Regions from separate parts of the Gossypium hirsutum genome. Here region 1 is linked to region 2. Evidence: chromatin contacts called from public Hi-C data. All regions are on one chromosome and are shown on one strand. The core of a region is the stretch at or near the end of the contact, and the rest is flanking DNA. Distances in the headings are between cores, read along the strand shown.

Evidence for each region. A called contact is a pair of places that touch in the nucleus more often than the background predicts.
Region 1: a contact with region 2 is called in a Hi-C map of fibers, with 2.2 times the contacts expected there. The contact joins the promoter of LOC107947342 here to the promoter of LOC107947309 in region 2. A contact is called at or near these places in 2 of 34 Hi-C or Micro-C datasets (fibers and leaf).

The regions. Positions count from the first base shown.
Region 1 is chrA01:107,858,623-107,862,926 of Gossypium_hirsutum_v2.1, forward strand. LOC107947342 (hippocampus abundant transcript-like protein 1) reads left to right here and starts at 2,909. Exons shown (of 14, transcript XM_016881984.2): 1 at 2,909-3,186; 2 at 4,141-4,252. The coding sequence starts at 3,019.
Region 2 is chrA01:107,718,676-107,723,056 of Gossypium_hirsutum_v2.1, forward strand. It overlaps LOC107947309 (solute carrier family 40 member 2), which reads left to right and starts at 3,099. Exons shown (of 9, transcript XM_016881922.2): 1 at 3,099-3,181. LOC107947320 (dnaJ homolog subfamily C member 17) reads left to right here and starts at 514. Exons shown (of 7, transcript XR_005926735.1): 1 at 514-685; 2 at 832-890; 3 at 985-1,043; 4 at 1,638-2,311; 5 at 2,391-2,570; 6 at 2,996-3,181; 7 at 3,464-3,941.

The sequences.
Region 1 (4,304 bases), core at 1,659-4,158, 140 kb after region 2:
AAAGATTAAAATTGCGAGAGGACCAATTGGGCAATTAACCCACTTTACGAAAACACGTAGATCCTCCGCATAATACAGTGCCGTTTTAGTGCTTATTGAATTAAGCAAAACGACACCGTTTTGGTAGGGTTATATAAACCCCGATTTCATCTTTTAAAATCATTTTAGCCAGGTTTTAAAAAAAAAAGGAAAGAAATCCTCTGAAAGAGGATCTGGGGTCCGGCTTAGGGTTCTGTCCAGCCTCCGTCCCCGGTCTTTTTATGCGCTCACGCGCCACCACACACGGTGGTCGAAGGGTTAAAAAAACCTCATTCTTTCAAGAAAATCGCAGGTAACCTCTTCCTTTTTCATAATATTATAAGTTTTTGCAATAGATTGATTTGTATACTCGTTGAATAAATAACAGAAATAAAAAAAAACTCGAATCACCTTTTTAAAAGAAACTGCTTGAACTTCTCTTTTATGAATATGTGTAAGTATCTTTTTATTCTGTAAAAATCCAGTCCTTTGTACAGATTTGTAAAGAGGCTTTTATAGCCTTCTATGAACTGTTTACATTTAGAAAGAAATCTTTGATTTCTTTTCCCTATCCGTTTTCCTTTTCTGTTGTATTTTCTTTCTCTTTTTGCAGGCAATCGAGGAAAGGAGACCACCAGCGTTGATTCGGCCGTCGATCACGGCGTGATATGAGGCCGAAGTCACGACGTTGATTCGGGTCACTGCGAGACGAACGGACACGAGTCGAAGGGGCGTGACTCTTGGACTGATTGCGGCGCGAAGCTTATGGAAACCCTAGGGTTTCCAGATTTAGTTTAGGCACTGGGCCTCACTAGTTTGGGTCTGGCTCGGGTATTCGGGCTTAGGTGTAACCGGGTTTTGGGTAGTAACGGGTCTGTTGGGTTTAAGCTAAATGGGTCAATAAATTGTAATGAGCTGTAAATGAAATTTGGGCTTTGTACATGGACTATAATAAATAAACATTTATTTATTTATTTTTTATTCTTGGTTTTAAAGCCCGGGCAGAAATGGGCTACTACAATAACGACCATAAAAAATGCACAAATAAAAGAGTATGAACAATTTAAATTTTAAGCGTAAAAAAAAAATAAAGAAGTAATAAATAAATAAATAAATAAATAAATAAATAATAAAATAATTTGTAGAAAGGTTGAAATTAAATAAACAGAGGATTTAATTGAAATTTAAATGAAATTAGGGAGTATGAATTGTAAATAATAAAAAATAGACTAATAAGGATTAAAATGTAACGCGTTTAAAAAGGACAGAGACCGAATAGGAAAATACCCCCTGTCCTTATACGCACCGTTTCTCAGAAGGACTAAAATATAACGTGCATAAAAGGGTAGGGACCAACTGGAAAATTATTCACAGACCCATTAAACGCACGTTCCTTGGGGGACCAAAATAAAACAAAACTAAAATTATATGGTAAAAGTTTTAAATATATAAAAAAGGACTGGATTGAAAAATAAATAAAAAGCAAAAGGACTAGGGCCGCAATTAACCCCTTTGTCGTGAAAATAATCGGATCCTACCAACTTTCAGGTCGAGTCTTGGGTTTGAGTCTAAAACGATGCCATTTTGGCGTTTGAAAATGAAGCCCAAAACGATGCCTTTTTATGGGGCTATATAAGTGAAAATATTAAGAAAAAAAAATTCATTTTTCTTCGGTTTTAGAAAAAAACTTTTGAACTCTTTTTTTCTCTCGGATCTGTCCCTTATCCGGCCAAGGGCTGCGGCCTGTCCGCTATGGCCATCGGTTTTTGGCAGCGCCGACCACCGCCTCCGGTGGTTGGAAAACCCCCCAACAAACTTTTTAGACCACCTTTTTGAATAGACCACAGATTTAAGGTTTAAAACCCCAAAAACCTAACCGACACTCGGCCGAAGGAAAAGAAATCGAAAGGTTCCACCCTTTTTCGACAAGGCCTTCGACAGAACCCTAAGGGGTTCCTAGATTTCTCAATTCGGAGGAAAATACCCTACGGTGGTGGCAGTAATAGTGATTTTCAAGTAAGTATTTTCTTTTTTTTAAGGTTTCGAAAATAAAAATAAAGTGCTACTTTTTGAAACTTATGTTTTTTTTTTGTATTTCTCCGTGTAAAAAATATTACATTTTGAATATGGCCTTTTAGCCGATTTACATATTATTTTTCTTTTTTTGTTTTGCTATTGTTTATCTACTGTTCATGTGCTGTTCTTGCATTGTTGATCCTGTCTTTTCCCATTCTCTTTTTGCAGGTATCGACGCGGTCAACGAAGGGCACCTTTGCCATTTTGATGTAACAGCAATAGAGGCGTCAGGCCTTGAGCGGCCAACACGCTGACTCGGCATGAGGAGCAGCACTAAGAAAGGACTAGGTTTTTTGTTTTGCTGAAAAAGTGTTTAAGCTATTGGACCACTGAGCCATTAGAATTTTTTTGTTTTGGGTTATTTGAGCCTAATGTAAATGGACTGTTATATTTTAAACTTTTTATTTATTTTTGTTTTATTATTTGTAATCTAGGACTGGATAAAATTAGACAATTACAATCTGCATCCCTCAAATACTAGGAGAATTGACATTTCTCTCATCAAGGAGTACGCAAACCCCCCCTCCCCGTTCTCCCCAAAAAAAAATGGTCTCTTAGTCCTTTTCTTAGACTGTTATGATTTTAAGTTACAAATAAATAAAAATGGATACAGAAATTTTGTATTAATTTACGCCATATCTGCACTTTGATTAAATACATAAGAGAAGTATGAAGTTAGCCTTCTAAATTGTTGAGAAACAAAATTAACAAAACAAAAAAAGGAATGCTTATGTCACAAATTTAATTACCTTAAAAAATATATTTGATATATAGAAATAAATATAGGGGTAACGTGGTCCACATATTTTACGGTAGTTGTATGATTGCTAGTCCCTCTATCTTAGTGGCTAAACTATTTAAGAGATTAGTGTTTTAACACAACAGTTGCTTCCTAAGGAGTTGGAGAGAGAGAAAAAGAGAGAGATGGAGAAGAATCTAACAGCGTTGAGCCATCTTTTCGTCACGGTATTCCTGTCAGGGTTTTCAACTATAATAGTGGCTCCGGCCATCATCGATGTTACTATGTTCGCCCTTTGCCCCGGCACTGATGAATGCTCCCTCGCCATTTACCTCTCTGGTTTCCAACAAGCTGTAGTTTCTTCTTCTTTTTCTTCATCTGTCGCTTTGCTATGTCTTATCATTTCCCTTCTTTTCTACAGTTTAGTTTATTTCATAAAATACCTTTCTTCTGAGATCGATTTGGATTTAATATGATTTTTCTTCAAGCTGTAGTTTTTTTTTTCTTAAACCAAAGTTTTATCTCAGTTGCTTAAGTAAATTAATTATGGGTAATTTACACCAACAGTCACTCAATTTTGATGTCTGCTTTCAATTCAGTCACTCTACTTTCAATTATGAGTGACTGTTGGTGTAATTTACCCATTAATTAATGATAGGGGTAATAAATGTTGAGAAGTATACACCAAGCAAGTTTCTTTGGTTGAGTTGTCATTTCTTACTTATTTTTCATATTGGCCGACTTTCAGTTTTGCATGGTTTTCATGGAGTTGATACTTAAGATCCTTCCAATGTCATTTTGGACATTTGAAGCCTTTTCTTTTTCTTTTTGATGATATACATATGTGGTTCATATTGCAGACAAGATATCATTAATCCAAGACATTAGCTTTTATGATGAACAAAAAGAAAAGATATTAGCTTTATGGCCCCCCTTTGTTGCGTAAACTTTAATAGAAATAAGGCGACGTCCTAATTTAGACAAAAGGGTGGTCATTCAATCTTAACATGTCGCCTTCTTGTACCAATTCAACTTTTTTTTTTTTTGGATAAAATTCCACTACTTACTCCCATTTTTCTTAGGATTTGACTTGGACAGTATACAATAATTTGCGTCTAAAAATGCGTTTGAAAATTTCAAAATTTGTTTCAATTAAGTCACGGGTATAGTAGCAAAAGACTTATTAATTTTGATATCTGATTTTTGAGTTCAAATATTTTCCTTTATCAAAAGAAAGCTTTCTAAAATCATGAACCGATTTGATTCCGAGTATTTTGATGTTGGTAATTGAGTTGAGATTGATGCAGATCATAGGACTAGGGACGGCCTTGATGATGCCAATTATTGGGAATCTATCGGATCAGTATGGAAGAAAAGCTCTACTTACATTGCCTATGACATTATCCATTATTCCCCTTGGTATGTATGTACATATAATATATATGATATGAACATAGATTTCACAGCTTTC
Region 2 (4,381 bases), core at 1,849-4,348:
ATTAATCCTCAAATTTTTCCTTAAATTAGTTAAATATCTTTACAATTTAGGGTGTTAAAAATTGTTTATAATTTTATACCAAAAATAATATTTATAAACACAATAAATATATTTATTATTACTTATACATAAAATAATAAATAATAAAATTTTTAATGTGTTTACATGTGAAAATTACATATAGATTAAAATATTTTTTATACAATATTGGGAGTAGAGAATAAAAATCACACTATTTGAATTTATGTTATATTAATGTTTGACAAGAACTTTAATAATCTCTTCATAGAAATCAAAATAATTTTAACTGAAATTAAAATAATAAATATATTTAAACCCAAAATAAATTGATAAAAGAACACATACATCAAATTTAAATATAAAATCACAAACTAATATAATAATGATTTAGTTAAGGATTATTATTTGATAGTTCCAATTTTATCACTTTTTTTTAAAGAAAATCTTGTTTTATCCAAAATCAAATTATATATACTAAAATGTTTTTCTTAAATTTCCTTTTAAAAATTCCCAACCCGCTCTCATCTGTCTTCCCCAAGTAAGCCTCTCACCGCCGCTCTGCCCCCAGCTTCGGCTTTCTCTCCTTCCTCTCCTTCCTCTCCCTCTCCTCCAGTCCCTGAACCAACTCCGTTCAACTTATCGGCACCCCTGGGAATTGAATAGGGTATTTTTTTAAACCCTAAACCTGAATTTGTTTTCCTTCTTGAGTCATGAGATTTTGAGTTACGGTTCGGTTTGTGTTATCTGCACTCTGCTATATTTGATTTTATGTTTTTGATCCTACTGCTTACCCCTTCACTCCTCCTCCAGTGCCTGTCGCAAGTTGTCTCCTGCCTTCCAAGTTTTAGACAGGTCAGGGATTAATTAAGGTAATCTTTGAAACCCTAAACCTAACTTGATGATTTCCTTCTACTTGAGTCATGTGATATTATCCTATTGCTAACCCCTCCTCACTTCTTCCAGTGCCTGGCGCAAGTTGTCTCCTGCCTTCTAGTTTTCGACAGAGCAGGGAATTAAATAAGGTAATTTTTGAAACCCTAAACCTAACTTGAACATTCTACTTCAATCATGAAATTTGTCTCTGCCTCTGCATCATTTTTTATATTCAATTTTCTGTTTTAGATCCTACTGCTTGTTACTCTGTCTCATCTCGTGCACTATTTGTTGAGAGGGAGAATTTTTTTTAAAGCTATCTGATTAGCTGAAATGGTAAACCGTAATTGCTTCTATTTTCCCTTACCCTGCTATTTGCGGCATCAATCCGCTGCTATTGATGTGAAATTTGTTCACATTGCTATTGAGGTCTTTAGTGGTTACGGTTTGTGCTGCTACTGCAGATTAGCAGCCGTGACAGTTACACCATTGCTATTTTTAACCTTGAATGGTGATTTGATTTGTATTTTTTAATTAGATTTGGCTGCTCTTTGAAACTTTGATTACTGTTTTGGTTTGTGTTTCTTTTTGATTAATTAGATTCAGCTGCTATTCAAAACCCTGAATACTGAGTTTATTTGTATTTCTTCCTAAATACTGATTTGATTTGTATTTGTTTCAGCTGCTATTTGGAATCCTGAATCCTGAATCCTGAATCCTTATTTTTATTTTGTTTTAATTAGATTCAGCTATGGACGATGACCATTACAACGTCCTGGGTTTGCCTTCCGGCGAGGAAGGAGCTAATTTGACTCAAAAAGAAATTACCAAGGCTTACAGAGAAAAAGCCCGTGATCTTCATCCTGATAAACGAAAAGATGACCCAAATGCTCATGAGAACTTCATAAAGCTCAAATCCTCATACGAAATTTTGGTTGATGAAAAAGCCCGAAAGCTCTTTGATGATCTCCTCCGGGTGAAACGGGAGCAGCAACGTCGTTTTGCACAGCAAGACTCAAAGCGACGAAAAATGATGTCAGATTTGGAAGATAGGGAACGTGCTTCATTTGCAGCAGATCCTGCCATGAAGGCTAAAGAGGAAGAGGAGAGAATTGCTAGGAAATTGAAAGAGGAGATTGCAAGGATACGTGCAATGCAAGCAAATAAAGGTGCAAGTATGGGGACGGGCTCAGGTCAAGAAAAGGTGGGGAGAGAAGGGAACCGTGGGGCTGGGGGCCATGTGGGAGTGGATAAAGAGAGAGTTTTAAAGGTTTCTTGGGAAAAAATTGGCGAAGGTTATACAGCGGAGAAGTTAAGGGAACTGTTTTCTAGGTTTGGCGAAGTTGAAGATATTGTAGTGAACAGTTCAAAGAAAAAGGGGTCTGCGCTTGTTGTCATGGCTACAAAACATGCAGTTGTAAGTGAAGTTTTTTTGTGTGATTTTATGCATTTTTTTGTTTATTTGCTATAACTTATTTGGCTTTTTTTCTTTGCAGGATTCTGCTACAGGCAGTGTTAGTGGGAATCTAGATAATCCATTGTTAGTTGTGCCTCTTAAACCCTCTGTTGCAGAGTTTCCAGCCCCCAAGAAGGAAGAGCAAAGTGATCGATTGAATAATTTGGTTGGAGCTGGTTACCAAGCTTTTGAAGATGCTGTTTTAAATAAACTGACAAAGGTATGACCTTGCTGGCATATATCGTACAGCCAATTCTGTGAGCTAAATTTTGTCTAGTAATTAGATCCAGAATATTTAACTTGATGTGCCATTTCTTCCTGGTCCAGAATCTCAGACTTTGGCCTTTTTTCCCCATTGTTGAGTATGTCGGGAGTCATGAATGAAGTTTGAGATACACATTAGCTGTTAAATCTGGTTGAAAGTAATTATAGAATGGAAAGAAAGCTATGCATTATTATCTGTTAGAATTTGATCTAGCTGTTCCACATTTTTAAGATGTTATTAGAATTGCATCTGCCAAGCATTAGTGTTCGTAGAACTCTGTTATATCTTGTTAAATGCATCTTTTCCTACTTTTGTAATTTGAATTTGCACCATGTGTTTTTATATTTGATCACTTTTCCTCGACATTTATTATTGACCAGGCTGCCGAAAAACAGCAAAAATGATGACAAAAAGGTCTTAGGAGCAGATTGCAAATGCATCAGTGGCATTTTATCCACAGATGTTTTGCCAAACATGTCCTAAGTTCGGGATTGAATTTCAGCTTTCTGAAGTTTACCTTTTAAGAAGAGAGATGAACCATTCGGGTTAAAGACACAAGTTCTTATGTATGTAAATTCTATCTTCGTTTATTAATGCTCAATACTTCAAACTATTTGATCTGTAATTTGCATAAGTAGAAAATTCTTCTTACAATCCCATGCCATTTGGAAATCCCTTTTTTCATAGTTTATGTGCTTCATATTAATTTTTAATACATGTTATTTGAATGCTACATTTTCTCTGTTTGTATCTGACATATATTAGACATGAATAGAAACATATGAAAATAAAATTAAACAAATACATTTTTGCATCATTTTGTTTGGTTTGGGTTTGCAACTGAGTAGGATGAAACCAAGGGTTATGTGAAGCAACCATGGGATATGGGGCTGATTTTGAGCGTTTCCTTGTTGCCCCATGCTTGGTCAAATGAAGGAAAAGTGGGCATCTCGATGATGGGAGGCTCAGGCTGTTCTTTTTGGGGTTGGGTGGTTGGTTAAGATGCAGCCATGCTGGTCAATTTTGGTGAGGTGGAGAGTGACCCAAAGCTTCTTGCAGGCAGTGATTCAACAATATCATCGATTTCCTTGTGTTCATAGAGATTTCTTTTACTCGTACTATAAACTGGAAACAAACCTGCCCTTATTTAGCAGGCTTTGCCGTAGGTGATGGTAACGCCGTGCGGTACCAAGAGTTCACCAAATCGTATTAGTTAATGGCTTTGCAATGATTTTACAAAATGGTACATTTCTTTTTTTCATTTTTGCGGACTAAATTTGTAACAAGGTATTTTTTTTTAAATAAAAAATTTCATACATGGTATCACATTATAGCCTTCTTGTAATATAGGGTGTAATTGTAATTTAATTACAGCTCATGTCTTAGGAAACTTTAGATTATGGGTATAATTTTAAATTTTAAATTTTAAATTAATTTGTTTTTGTTTTTATTATTTTAATTTCTTTTAAATAAAGATTAAGACTAATTAAAGTTTTTTTAATAGTGAACTAGTAGATATCATACATTACAATTATAATAATTATATCTTATTTAATATTTTTTTTATTAATATATTAATTATGGTTATAATCATTATTATAATTAGTGGTATAATCTTTTTTCATGAATTATTATAATTATGATTTATAAATTTATTTTAACCGAATAAATTTACTTATTAAATATAGGTTGTAATAAAAAAGAAGAATTATAATAATTTATTATAATTTTTTAGAATATCAAAGAAACTAAACTTATTAAAAAAA